Linked DNA regions of Sus scrofa: all the other regions are linked to region 3. The links are chromatin contacts, called in public HiChIP or PLAC-seq maps. All regions are on one chromosome and are shown on one strand. The core of a region is the stretch at or near the end of the contact, and the rest is flanking DNA. Distances in the headings are between cores, read along the strand shown.

The links. HiChIP or PLAC-seq counts read pairs in DNA pulled down with a chosen protein or histone mark.
Region 1: a contact with region 3 is called in an H3K27ac HiChIP or PLAC-seq map of alveolar macrophages. The contact joins the enhancer-like site here to the promoter of TMEM87B in region 3. A contact is called at or near these places in 2 of 5 promoter capture datasets (fetal liver and liver), 27 of 47 Hi-C or Micro-C datasets (adipose tissue, alveolar macrophages, blood and 15 more) and 2 of 2 datasets of contacts at active chromatin or transcription factors (alveolar macrophages and skeletal muscle).
Region 2: an H3K27ac HiChIP or PLAC-seq map of alveolar macrophages shows a contact between it and region 3. The contact joins the promoter of MERTK here to the promoter of TMEM87B in region 3. A contact is called at or near these places in 2 of 5 promoter capture datasets (fetal liver and liver), 8 of 47 Hi-C or Micro-C datasets (embryonic fibroblasts, heart right ventricle, liver and 3 more) and 2 of 2 datasets of contacts at active chromatin or transcription factors (alveolar macrophages and skeletal muscle).

Annotation. Positions count from the first base shown.
Region 1 is chr3:44,528,409-44,532,721 of Sscrofa11.1, reverse strand. ANAPC1 (anaphase-promoting complex subunit 1) reads right to left here. Exons shown (of 48, transcript XM_021087035.1): 12 at 3,582-3,672; 13 at 3,419-3,484; 14 at 1-54. Among named protein-coding and RNA genes, the nearest start is that of ANAPC1, 47 kb to the right of the region's middle. Within about 2 kb of position 1,306, at least 11 of the 83 cell types and tissues checked have an H3K27ac peak or open chromatin away from gene starts, as enhancers often do. A contact at or near this core is called in adipose tissue and alveolar macrophages, where this site is marked.
Region 2 is chr3:44,481,138-44,486,146 of Sscrofa11.1, reverse strand. MERTK (tyrosine-protein kinase Mer) reads left to right here and starts at 2,747. Exons shown (of 19, transcript XM_021087030.1): 1 at 2,747-2,937. The coding sequence starts at 2,877. ANAPC1 (anaphase-promoting complex subunit 1) reads right to left here and starts at 2,186. Exons shown (of 48, transcript XM_021087035.1): 1 at 2,164-2,186.
Region 3 is chr3:44,324,771-44,329,583 of Sscrofa11.1, reverse strand. It overlaps TMEM87B (transmembrane protein 87B), which reads left to right and starts at 1,814. Exons shown (of 20, transcript XM_021087028.1): 1 at 1,814-2,095. The coding sequence starts at 1,952.

The DNA of each region.
Region 1 (4,313 bases), core at 57-2,556, 200 kb before region 3:
GTTGGACACTGTCAGGGAGGGAGCTGGCAGTCCGGGAATAAAAACCTTTCCCACCTTTGAACAATAAAATACATGCCAAAAGACATTAGCTTTAATGTATCATATTCTTAAATAAAACAGTGCAGCATGTAAGCATATTATTTCTTTTAATATTTCAAAGTTTATGCTCACCAAATGCAACTAAAAAATAAACAGAATTAAAATTTTAATAATGTATCAGTCCACCATCCAACTACAAATATCTTGCCATAAATTCTCTTAGCCTGATTCCTTCTTTTCATTATTAAGGACCTTTTTTTGGCAGGTCCTTTTCATTATTAAGGACCTTTTTTTGCATTTTTCTACCCTATTGATGATAAAGACTGCAAGGACACTAAGCTTTCAGAGACTATAAGCATCGATCTTATTAACTAGTCTCCTGGCAGAAAGAAAGAACACCAATTACTTCTTCAGGGTCAAAAAAATCAGGCTGAAGTGATACTCAAGAAATTAAATCCAACCTAATTCAAATTGTACTCTCTAGCTCACAACCTGTCTTCCGTCATAAACTCTCAAAGGCTTCCTCCTCCATATAGCTATCCATAGGGTTCTCAGGAAAAATACAATAGAAATTCACACCCATACAGGCTGAAAACTAAAAAGACTAATAGGAGATAAAGACTAAAAGGACTAAAAGGAGATACTCAGAACTAAAGTGAAATTTTAACTATATACATACTTATGTCAATATACTCCCTGAAAGCTAATAAAATCACAAAAGTTGTCCAAATAAAATCCTTAGGATTAAAGAACAAAAATGACAGTGAGCACTAGTAAATGTAAGATTTTGAAAAGCCATCAGAGACACCTCTGGGTCATAAAAATATGGAGTAAGCATATCCCATGCTATTCCTCCCACTAATTACCACTACCACAAAACATATGAATTGATGATGAAACTAACAGAAGACTCTATGTGGTAGGGAAAAAAGACTGACTGGCTAGGGACCTGAGAACCAGGAATGACCTATGGAATTCCTGAGCTTTTTGTCTGTGTTTCTCTAACTCCCTCATAACCAGGCCTTGGCCTCTCAAAGGTCCGCAACCCAGAAATGCCCACAGGCACAGACCAAAAGGACCCAGGGAAACCTTACTCTTTTTGCCAAAATTTGGTTGGGAAGAGTGAAGAAGCAGGGAAGAAACATTTTCCCCATGCCTGCCCCACTTCAGGCAAACACATGGAAAAAGCCACGGCCCTCAGTGCCCACCTGTTCATGAGTCATGGATGGAGACAGAGGGCGGGGTCCTGTCATCCCACCTGCGAGGACTAGGTGGCGCCCTGGTCCACACAGAGAGGGGCAGGCCTATCCTACATCTCAGCTCTGCAGGCACTGCAGCCAGAGACTGTGGACAAAGCCCTGCTTTCATCATCACCAGGCAGCCCCTCTCCACCTCCCCACGGTGCGCAGCCCCTGCCCAGGGGAAGAGTCTGGCCTTCACCCAGGCTCTACAATAATAAAGCACCTACCTCTCCCCTTCTCTTCCAGAGTCTGGGTGGAGCACTGTATTCTATCCCCACCCTGCAATAACAAGGCAGTAACCCCTCTCTGTCCCAACTGGGGAATGAGGGGAGGAATGGAGAGAAAGGAAATAGACAAAAGAACTTTCTAAATATGTATATGAAATTCTGGGCAGGCCTCTGAGAGACTCATGTGTGAAACTCACCAAAAATGACACAGTAAAAGATGTGAGAACTAAACAATGGTCTGTAACACCATTCAGTTCAGAAACTGGCCTCTAGGCAGTGTGGAAGTTGAGGCAGACCCCAATCTCACTATGGGAGCAGATAAGAAAAAGAGCCAAGAAATCCTGCTCTCCTTGGCCAAAGAATCAGGAAAGGAATGGCCTAGCAAGATAGAAAACTTCTAGACAATAACCAACCTACTCCAGACAAACATCAAGGGAAAATACTGCACCCTACCCCTCAGGCCTGTCAGTAAAGGCCAGGTGGGGAGCCTTCCAGTCTTACTTGGCTGTAATGAGGCACAAATACGGGAGAAAAAAATTAACAGTACTCTGGATTAGCAAGAATATAAAAAAGCTTTGAGAACTCTCATACACTGCTGTACAACCTTGCAACCCTGATACGATTTGGCACCACATGGCTAAGCTGAATATGAATATATTCTAAAGGCTAGAAGACATGTATCTTAAAAAAAAAAAAAAACTTTTTAAAGCATTATTAGAGAAAACAGCAGAAACAACAAAACAACCATAGTGGCTGGTAAAGTTTTGGTATAATCATACAATGGAAAACTATGTAACAGTGAACAGGTCTACAAGAGCTACACATTGACATATGTAAATCTAAAAATAATAGAATGTTGAGCAAAATGGTCTCGTCAGAGAAGAGTATGTGGTATGTTTCCTTTACATGAAAATTCAAAAACAAAGAAAAACTAAACAATTTACTACTTAGTGATACACAATTGTGAAAAACAATTAATTTTTAAAAAGGGGGACTGAAGAGTTTCCTGTTGGCTCAGAGGGTTAAGAATCCACCCTTCACTGCTGTGGCCTATGTTCGATCCCTGGCCCAGGAACTTCTGCGTGCCAATGGCAAGGCTAAAAAAGGGTGGAGGGAGAGGGGATTGATTGCAAGTAAGGGTACTGTCCACCTCTGGGCGGTGAGGCCGCAACGTGGAAAGCACACTCAGGAGACTGTAGAGATATTGGCAACAGTCCGCATCTTAACCTGGGTAGTGGTTATACGAATGTTTGCCTCATTCTTCAAGTTGAATTTAAATTTCATAATTTAAATTTGCAAAATTTACATTATTCTGTATATAAACTTCACAACTATTTAAAATAATACAGCCAACATAAACACCATACTTTTTTTTTTTGGCCACCCCACAGCATATGGAGTTCCCAGGCCAGGGATCAGATCCGAGCTATAGCTGTGACCCAAGCCACAGCTGCAGCAACACCAGATCTGTGCCAGGTCAGGGATCGAACCTGTGTCTCAGCGCTCCCAAGGCACTGCCAATCCCGCTGCACAACCACAGGAACTCCTACTATACATTTAACATAATGCAACTTTACTAAAACTTTGAGACTTAACAAATCTACCCAGACATTAATTTTAAAACTATATTCTTTATAAAACTTCAGTTAATTTCTCTTCCTTTTTATTTAATAATCCATCTATACTCATTAAAGGTTTCCCAACTGCACTGTGTTCACAGTGCCAATCCATCTGATAGTGAATCCTAGACTCCAAATTAGACCCAACCTAAATTGAAGACTTTATTTTCAACTCTTACAAGAATCCTGCAGACAGAGCTAACAAATTTTAAATATCACACTAAAGTAACATTAAAAAATAATAATTAAGGAAATAGTCCTACTGAAGCACAAAATGCTGTTTATTACTTACCCGAACCACTCCTGTATACAGCACCAGGTTTCCACAGCCCTCCAGGACCAGCATAGTATCTATCTTCTAAAAAAAGGAGGGGGGCAAAACTTTTATTTTCCAATTGGTGTAAATTGTAAAGCACAATGATTTTCAACTTCTCAAGAAATGCGCCTGCATTTACCTCCACGGGCGCTGCATCCTTTGCCTGAATGTTGGTGATGGAGCCAAAGATGAGCTGGGTTTTATCATTGCTCTCTTGAAACTTTACACATCTAAATATTGAAATTTAAAAAGAGATACACTATTGACACATGCAACAACCTGTACTGATCTCAAGGGTTTTATGCTGACGCTAAAAAGCCAATTTCTGGAGGTTACTTACTGTATGATTCCATCTCTACAACATTTTCAAAGGACAGAATTACAGAGACAGAGAATAGATTAGTGGTTGCCAGAGATAGTGGCAGGTGGGTTTGGTGTATGTAACTCTAAAGAGGGAGCAGGAGGGAGATCTGTGAGGTAATAAAAAAGAGTTCTGAGTCTTGATTACAGTGTTTGCAAAATGTATACATGAGAAAACTTCATGAAATCCTATAAACACCCAAATGAACACATGTAAGACTGATGAACTTTGAATAAGGTCTGTGGATTGTACTGATGTCAATTTCTTAGTTTTGACTATACACTATAGTTACATAAGACGTTACCTCCGGGGGGCGGGGAACTGCAAGGTACACAGGACCCCTACTGTTTTACAACTTCCTGTCATCTATAATAATCTCAAAATTAAAAGGTCCATAAATGGGCAAATATATGAATACACATTTCACCTAAGAAGATAAATAAACAGCTAATAAGCACATGAGAATATACTTGACATCATAAGTCACTGGAAAAATGCAAATTAAAACCA
Region 2 (5,009 bases), core at 1,498-3,997, 160 kb before region 3:
TTTTTTCTTTTTGTCTTTTTAGGGCTGCACCTGCAGATATAGAAGTTACCAAGCTAGGGGTTGAATTGGAGCTGTAGCCACTGGCCTACACCACAGCCACAGCAATGCCAGATCTGAGCTGTGTCTGCAATTTATACTGCGGCTCATGGGAATGCCGGATCCTTAACCCACTGAGCGGGGCCAGGGATTGAACCCCCATACTCGTGGATACTAGTCGGGATAATTACCATTGAGCCACAATGGGAACTCTAGATTTTTTTCGATAAATATGACACCAGAGTTCTTTTGTGGTGCAGCAGGTTAAGGATCTGGTGTTGTCACTGCAGCAGCTTGGGTTCTACTGTGGCCTGGGTTTGATCCCTGGCCTGGGAAATTCCACATGCCATAGGCATGGCCATAAATAAGTAAATAAGTAAATATGGTACCTTATATAAATATGCATTTTTTTTTTTTTGGCCATGCTTGTGTCATGTAGAAGTTCCTGGGTCAGGGATTGAACCTGAGCCACAGCAGTGACCCAAGCTACAACAGTGATAACACTAGATCCTTAACATGCTGAGCCACCAGGGAACTCCCTATTTTTCAAGTTATGTTTTCACTTTTGATGTCTAATGTTAGTCATACGTGTACTATCTACAGTGTTTTGTATCATATAAGACTATTTAATATCAATATAGGTATTGACATGTTTTACATCTTTTAAACACGTGATATAAACTTATGGTATTGGTAAATACAGTACAGTACTATAAATGTATTTTTTCTTCCCTAATGCTTTCTTTTTTTTCCCTAAGGCCTTCTTTAAAACATGCTCTTTTCATCAGTTGTATCATTTTTTAAGATTCCACATATAAGTGGAATATGATATTTGTCTCTGACAGTTTCACTTAGTATGATCATCTCTAGGTCTATCCATCTTGCTTGCAAATGGCAATATTTCAATCTTTTTATGGCTGGTAATATACCATTGTGTATACATACTATATCTTCTTTATCTGTTCATCTCTTGATGGACACTTAGATTGCTACCATGTCTTGGCTATTGTGAATAGTGTTGCTCTGAACTTTGGGGTGCATGTATCTTCTCAATTAGAGTTTTCTCCAGATATATGCCCATGATAGGGATTGCTGGACCATATACTAATTCTGTTTTTAGTTTTTTAGGGAACCCCTATACTATTCTCCATAGTGGCTGCACCAATTACATCCCCACTAACAGTTGAGGACAGTTTCCTTTTTTCCACACCCTCTCTAGCATTTAGTATCTTAGACTTTTTGATAATGGCCGTTCTGACTGGTGTGAGGCGATACCTCATTGTAGTTTTGATTTGCATTTCTCTCATAATTAGTGATGTTGGGCATCTTTTCATATCCTGACTGTCTGTCATCTGTCACATCCCCGACTTGAGGAAAACTGCTACAAGGCTGTTTTCTTCCCTCTCCATATTTTCAGTTGAGCATAGGACTTTCTGCTGCCTTCCCTCCAGGTTTCCTCCTGCCCCCAAGCACAGCAGCAGGCTCCTGGGTACGTATGTGAAACTGCTCTGCTGTACTTTAGAATTAGCTTCTTAGCAGCAGATCCCCTCACTGTTCACATCTGTTCATCTGGCCCCTTGAGATCCGTGTCACCCTGAGAGACTAGGGATGCCAGGTGATGTCACCATGCTGATGTTACTTTTGCTGTCAGTGTAATAACCAATCTAAATCCATTTGGGCTTGTTGTCTCCTTACAGCCAAATATACCCCAAGTGACCACCAGCCTAGGAGTCAGGGACTGCTGGATCAGAAAGCAGCGTAAATGGAAATGGAGTAAGGAGATGATGTCAGAGAGGAAAGAGGACCACGTCTTCTAAGACCTTGTCAGCCACAGGCAGGACTTTGACTCTTTTGCAGGGAGAAAGCAGGAACCACCAGTGGAGTTGTGATTAGAGGAATGCCAAGATTTAGCTCACGTTGTCAAAGGATCACATTAAAATACATTAACTCTAGCGGCTGCCCCCTTGGCCCCTACACACTTTATCACTGCGGGGCTATCTCTTTCCGCTAGTGTTCTGCACTTTTTCCTTGACGATCTTCCATGACCATCACGTCTTTGACAAGGGGACACAGTGGTTCTTCCCCCGGGGGGAGGAGAGTTCCTAAAGGCCAGGGCTGGTCTCTCACCTTTGGCCCGATACCCGAGGCGGTGTAGGCGGGGAGCGCTCGGCCGGGAGCCGGTGGATGCGGCGCTCAGAAAGATCGCCTACCACTGTGGCCTTGTCCTCTGGGAGAGCTGCTGCTGCCTGAGTTTTCTGGGTCCACTAAGCCTGGATTGCGGGGTCGCCGCTGCCCGGGAGCCGCTGGCCCCTCCTCTTAGGTCTGGTGGCTGCCTCGGGCGTCTTCTACTCCTCTGGAACTTTATCTCCTCCCTCTGTCCCTCCCACCTGCACGTGTTGGACGCCGGGACCGCCCAGAGGCCTGGGCCGGGTTCTCCTCTCCACCTCCGGTCGCCCCTCCCCTTTACGGCCCCCACCTCCTCCCCTCTCTCCTGTCCCCTCGCCCCCACCCCACATCCAGGTCCGCCCAGACCAGCCCCTCCCCGCCCCTCTAGTCCAGCCTTGTCCCCTTACTCCTCCTCCTCGGCCCTCCTCTCCCCCCCGCCTTCCCGCCCGCTTCCCAACCCAACTGGCTAGGGTCCGCTCGGACTCGGCCCCCGGCCCGCCCCCTCCAGCCCTCAGCGCCTCCCGCCGCTGCTCGGCTTCGCCACTTCGGGGTTGGAGCTGCCCGGGCCGCCGGTACTGGGCCGCTTCTCTGGCGCGCTTGGCGGACGACGCGGCGTGTTCCAGACGTCTGTCTCTCCGTCGGTCCAGAGAGAATTTCCAGATCCGCGCCCCAGGATGGGACGGGCTCTGCTGCTGCTCTTGCGGTGGCTCCTCCTCCCCGCGCTCTGGAGGGGAGGTGAGTGCCCGGGGCCAGGGGCCCGGCGCTGGGGGCTGGGGGCTCGCGGCCGGGAGCTGGGAGGTGGGAGCGCACCGACCTGGGCGCACCCGGCTGCAAGAAAGTTTGCAAACATCTCCCCGCGCCCCAGCGGTGCCAGGCGCTGGCGCGCAGGAGTTTCTAGCAACCCACTGTCCCCGCACCCAGGCTGGGTCGTGGGCGCGCGTCCCGGTGGAGTCGGGAAGGGGTGGGTACCGAGGGCTCCCCTTAACCGCCCAGGGGGAAATCGAGCTTGACTGGAAGCGCTGCAAGCCCAAAAGTTTTGCGCGGAGAGGAACGCTGGTCGCAGGTCTGGCGCGGAATGCGCCAGAAACTTTGCCCTGGACTTGGTTGCGCGGTTGGACCCTGGCTGTGGCGGGAGTTCTGGGAGCGGCAGACCCCATCTCCAGGGGGACCCGCGCCCGGAGACCAGCAGACTGTGGGAGTTGGGGTCGCAGTCCCGGTGCTGATCCACCCAGGCTGGGGTGCGACCGAAAGGGACTGCGGACCCGGCTGCTCCGCTTGAGCCCTTATGGACAACATTAGCAAGGACACCCTGTGAGCGTGGCGGCCCCGGAAAGGGGGGAAACATTCTTTTCACCCCTATTATTGCTGAATAGAAACTGTTGTGTGTGGACCGTGTTTAGGGTTTATCTCGATTCTGCTAGACTTTCCAATATAAGACCCTGGGTCGGGAAGTCGAGGCAAGGAACCCAGGTCCCAGTCTGCACCAGCAGCTTGTTTGGAGGGTAAGTGATTAACAGGTTCGATGTTTAATTGCTGATGGCATTTCTTGAGGAAGCTGGAAAAAACTTAACCAGGCTTTATACTGAATAAACACATCATAAGCATTTTTTTTCCTTAACTGAAAGATTTAGCTTTCACCTCATTATAGTCAAAAGATTTTTTAAGAATACCTGGAGAGTTCGATTTCTAGTTAAGCCATTTAGCTTCACATTTTTTTCCTCTGAGATTTTCATTGGCGAACTTAGTTGCTCAAATAAGAAATTCTTAAGCAGTGCACCCTCTGGTTACACATTAAATTGCATATGCAGTTTATAATTTGAGGCAGTGTAGCCATTCGAAGCAAACATCTACAGCCTAAATCAAGCAAAGAACTAAAACAGTTCTGTTTTTAACCCCCAACCCCTTACAAACCCCTCAAAAACTCCTCAGCATTTCTGCCAGATCCATTTTCCATAATCTGCTACTAATCTGTTATATTTTGCCACTAGGGAAGGCTGGCCATTTTTGGAGGTAGTGAATATAGTGAAAATTATGGATAAAGTAGTAACATAAATGACAGTTTTGGTGGAAGGTATTTTTTAAATGAAGTTTTTCTTTTCCTTGTCTTTTTTTTTTTTTTTTTCCCTTGTCTTTTTAGGAACACACCGGCGGCATATGGAAGTTCCCAGACTAGGGGTCGAATCAGAGCTGCAGCTGCTGGCCTATACCGCAGCTCATGGCAATGCCAGATCCTTAACCCACTGAGCAAGGCCAGGGATCCAACCCAAATCCTCATGAATACTAGTCAGGTTCATTACCACTGAGCCACAATGGAAACTCTTTTTCTAATTTTTTAAAAAAGCTGTGGCGTTCCCTTGTGATTCAATAGTTAACGAAGGATCCATGAGGATGTGAATTCAATCCCTGGCTTTGCTCAGTAGGTTAAGGATCTGTCGTTGCTGTGAGTTGTCGTGTAGTTTGCAGACATGGCTCAGATGCTGCGTTGCTGTGGCTGTGGTGTATAGGCCAACAGGCAGCTCCGATTCGACCCCTAGCCTGGGAACCTCCATATGCCATGAGTGTGGCCCTAAAATAGAAAAAAAAAAAAAAAAAAAAAGCTGTAACAAAGAACTTTTGTAGCTAATAATCACTTGAGTCAGATAATCACAAAAGGTCTGTTAAAACCTACCCAGCTGGAAAAATGAAAAATTTCTCCTACCTTTTGTTTTTATCTTGAATTTACCCGTGAGATGTCGGATAGTGTCAACATTTTACTTTGTGAAAGGCTCAAAGAATGAGATTCTCACTGGCAGAACTAGAGCAGAAGT
Region 3 (4,813 bases), core at 565-3,064:
TTCCTATCCAGGCTTAGGAGGAGCTGGATATTTCTGCACTGTTTAAATTTCTCACTCTTGCCAAGGTCCATCTGATACCAATACCTAGTCATTTGGTAGGTCTTTTTGTTCCTCCAAGCCTTAACACAGGCTTTCCTCTCTTTCCTAAAACACCTTCAAATCTACCCCTGGCTCCCACAACTAACTCACCGTTAACTCTTCCTAGGACTTAAATGATCTCATGTCCTCTCCTTCCACCAGCCTTACCTTCTAAATCTCTGGTGGATGCTCTTGTGTGATCTCTCCACACTTGTTATTCGTACCCATATAGACTGAGCACACTGTCTGTCTCCTGGGAAAGGCATGGATGGAATGCACCTGCAGTCTTTGTACCTATTAGGTTCTCAATAATTACTGGCTGAAAAACTGGCCAGGTCCTCTTAACTATAAATAGATCCTATCTTACATTAATGACACGGTTAAATTGTTAGGGAACCACTGACTGGAACAACCCACTATGGCCAGACACGGTAATAGACTCTTGCAGGAGTTGTTTCACAATAGGAGGGTTTGATAAGGAATGTGGTTCTGCCCTGAAGTCTAACAGGGCAGAATTTGGGAGGGAGGAGACAACCAGCCTCCCAGGATCCTTGGCGCTGGAATCCATCTTGGCTGAGAGGTGCCAGTCACCAAGGACCCTGAGCTTGGTGACCAAATATGGGACAAGCAAGATGATTGGCCAGAGACAACCCAGTATCCCTTCCCAATAAAGTCTTATAAAGTCTTTTTTTTTTTTTTTTTTTCTTTTTAGAACCGCACCTGCAGCATTTGGAGGTTCTCAGGTGAGGGATTGAAATGGAGCTGTAGCTGCCAGGCTATGCCACAGCCACAGCAACTCAGGATCCGAATTGCATCTGCGACCTACACCACAGCTCACCGCAACGGATTCTTAACCCAGTGATCGTGGCCAGGGATCCAACTCACATGCGCATGGATTCTAGTCGGATACGTTTTCACTGAGCCACAAAGGGAACTCCCCAATAAAGTCTTTTGCTTTGTCAGCTTATGCGTCTCCTCGGACAATTTATTTCCCAGTGTCGGACAAGAGGCAATACTCAGGCTCTTGGAAGGTATCCAGCTTCCTGCAACAAAATCAGGATTTTATTCTCCCTCTGGACATTATTTACATTTAAAAATAAACTACCATAGTTCTCTTTGGCAAGAGATTTATTTAGCTTTCACAGTCAAAAATGCCTGAAGTACACAATTAGACCCAAGCTCTGCCCCTCAGAGATTTAAGCAATCGGGGAACTTTATTTGTTCTGAAAATTATTAACTGTCCTACAGACATGGCATTACACACACAATACAATGCCTTGGGTTCAACTGACCCTACCTCAAAGCACTTTCCCGGCACTTACGGTGAATTTAGAGGACAGTTTGTTTCCCTCGTGCTGAGGTGACTGTAGTACTGGCAAACGGAGAGAATTCAAGAAAATGAAATAAAGCAAAACCTTAGCTAGCAACTCCTCCCTACGCATCCGTCCACAACCCCACGGAGCCTGAGATCTGAGCCTCCCGCCTGGGGCGGAAGCAGAAACCAGCTAGGGCAGGATTCTGAGCCCCGCCTCCCCAAGCCCCGCCCCCCGACCCGGCCCTGAGACCCACCCCTTGCCCCCATACCCACCCCCTCCTCCGTAGCCGCCAGATTCAGAGCCCCGCCTCCTCCCCGGCCCCGCCCCCCATATTGGCCCCGCCCTCACGCTCCGACCCTCCTCCCCCGCCCGCACCCGTTCTTTCCACGCTCTGGCCCCGCCTCCAGCTCCACGCAGTGGCCGGCCTCGAGCCCCGCCTCCATGTCCCAGCCACACTTCCCGGACCCGAGCCCGCCTCCCAGGGGCGGAGCTGCACCTGGTGCGGGCCCCGGGCTTGGCGGGCGTCACGGAGCGCCAGGTGCGGATTCCGCGTCAAGATGGCTTCTGCCGCACGAGCTGGGTTCTGGTTCCTTCCCACCGGGGGTCCGGTGCTGCGCGTCGCCCTCTGCCTTCTGTGCTGGGGTCCGGCGGCTGTGGGCGCTGTGCCCGAGCTTGGACTCTGGGCAGCGACGGTCAATGACGTAAGTGGAGCGTCGGCACCAAGGAGACGCACCTCTCCGGTCCTCAGGGTGTTCCCGGGGCTCGCCGGGGACCCAGCTTATTCCTCTGACCGGGCCTGCTCCGGGTGCCCTAATACGCTCTCTGGGCCTTTTGTCTCCCCTGGCCCGACCTAGGGAGAAAACCAGTCAAGCTTGTGTGCAGGGAACGGCTCTCCCTTCGGAGCCCTGTTCCTGTTCCTGAGGATCACCTTTCTCGACGGCCTGGTCCCTCGCTCCGCCCGGACACGCCCTGGCTAGATCGGGTCCTCGTTTATTCAGACCTGAGCCCAGAACCCCTCGGCACTCCCAGGGGCATCTTTGGATTTGACCCTTCTTCGTGCCCGGGTGCAGCCACAGGGCCACACCCGTGAGGCCTCAGGGAGGACTTGCCCGGCTTCAGTTTCCGCGTACATTTAGAAAGAGCATGTGCCGCTTTCTTTCTTACTCTTTTTTTTCCCCCCTTAAATGACAGTGGAACATGCAGTAGTCACCCCACCCCTCTTTCCCTATTTTGGGGCTCCTGGATTTCTCTCGGCCTCCTATCACAGCTCCGAGAGTATATGTGTGTGGGGAGTTGGGGCGGAATGTGTAATTAAAGGATATTTGCGAGCTAGTCTGGAGGCATGAATGCGTGGAAACTCTTCCTTTCCAGGGCAGGCCATTTGAGAACTTGGCATCAAGTAGTTACATGAGGTGATGTGGGAAGAATGCAGGGGTAGAATTTTGGAAAGATTTGCTAAAGAAGAGACAGGAAGTTGAAGAGGCTTTATGTCCTGCTCTTTTAGAGTAAGATGATTCGTCCAGTTGTTTGAGATGAGTATTTTTCCCATGTATAGAAACGTCCGAATTCTAAAGGCAAAACTTATATTTCGATTTCCTCAGCCAGAAAAAGAAAGTAGCACGAGAGGCTACAAATTCTTCCTACAACACAAACCTACCTGGGAGAGTAGATGTCCTTCTGTTTTTGTTTTTGTTTTTTTTGTCTTTTTGCCATTTCTTGGGCCGCTCCCGCGGCATGCGGAGTTTCCCAGGGTAGGGGTCGAATTCGAGCTGTAGCCTCTGGCCTACACCAGAGCCACAGCAACGTGGGATCCGAGCCGCATCTGTGACCCACACCACAGCTCACTGCAACGCCGGATCCTTAACCCACTGAGCAAGGCCAGGGATCGAACCCACAACCTCATGGTTCCTAGTCGGATTCGTCATCCACTGCGTCAGGACGGAAACTGAATTTTTAAGACCCAGTGCTACCATTTCTTCTAGGATTCTTCTGGGTTGCTGCCCTATTTTGTGTGCTGGTGATAGAACCTGCATATCTACATTATTGAATTTCTCTGAACAGTAATTTCATGCAGTTTCTTTGAATTTCATGCCGCTTCTGTAGTGTATGGTCAGTAGCATAAACTAAGTCTGAATATATTGGAAGTGAATCAGCTGTGAACAGACTGCTTGACCGTATCTATAAAAGTCTTTACCCAGTATACTTGGATGGTGAGATTCCAGAGGCCATGAGGAGAGAATGCCATTGCTTCCTCTATAAGGAAGATAAATTTTTCTTTGGGTCCCACATAATCTTTAGTCCTATGTGCCAGTAGCAGCCCATAAAGCTCTTTTTTGCCAAGAGTAGATGGATTTTTTTTTCCTATTTCAAGTTATCAATACTTGTTCTTCAGAACAGGAAAGTAGAGTTTTATTTGTACTACAAATCTATCAAGAAATGGTTCCTTTTTAAAATTTTTTAAAAATTAAAGTATAGTTGGTTTATAGTGTTGTGCCACTTTCTACTGTACAGCAAAGTGACTCAGTTATATGTATATATATACACATTCTTTTATAATATTCTTTTTCATCATGGTCTATCCCAGGAGATTGCATATAGTTCTCTGTGCATCAGGACCTCATTGCTTATCCATTGCAAATGTAATAAATAGTTTGCATCTACTAACCCCAAACTCCCAGTGCATCCTCCTTGGCAACCACAAGTCTGTACTCTTATGTCTGCGTGTTAGTTTCTGTTTAGTAGTTAGGTTCCTTTGTGCCATATTTTAGATTTCACATATAAGCGATGTCATATGGGGGAGTTCCCACTGCGGTGCAGTGGAAACAATCTGACTAGGAACCATGAGGATGCAGGTTTGATCCCTGGCCTCGCTCAGTGGGTTAAGGATCCAGTGTTGCCGTGAGCTGTGGTGTAGGTCACAGAAGTGGCCCGGATCCTGCGTTGCTGTGGCTGTGGTGTAGGCTGGCAGCTGCAGCTCCAATTAGACCCCTAGCCTGGGAACCGCCATATGCTGCAGATATGGCCCTAAAAAGCAATAAATAAATAAATAAATAAGTGATGTCATATGGTATGTCTTTCCCTTTCTGTCTTCACTTGTTATGATAATCTCTAGTTGCATCTATGTTGCTGCAAATGACATTGAGAAATGGTTCCTTTGGTTGTAAAGGTCAATAGCGCCTACTCTGTGCCAGGCACTGCACTGGCCATTGCTGTTGCAAGGATGAATATTAGACACAGTCTTCTCTTTCAAGAAGCTCACATAGTAGTAGAGACAGCAATTTCATAAGTAGTAATGACATGCATGGTGGCATTCTTTGGTTATTACTAGAGCACTGAGGGCATCATCTAACCCCACTTTCTGGAGTTGGTGTCTGGCTGGTTCTGTAAAGATGAGTAGACGTTACCTTGGTGAAGAAGGA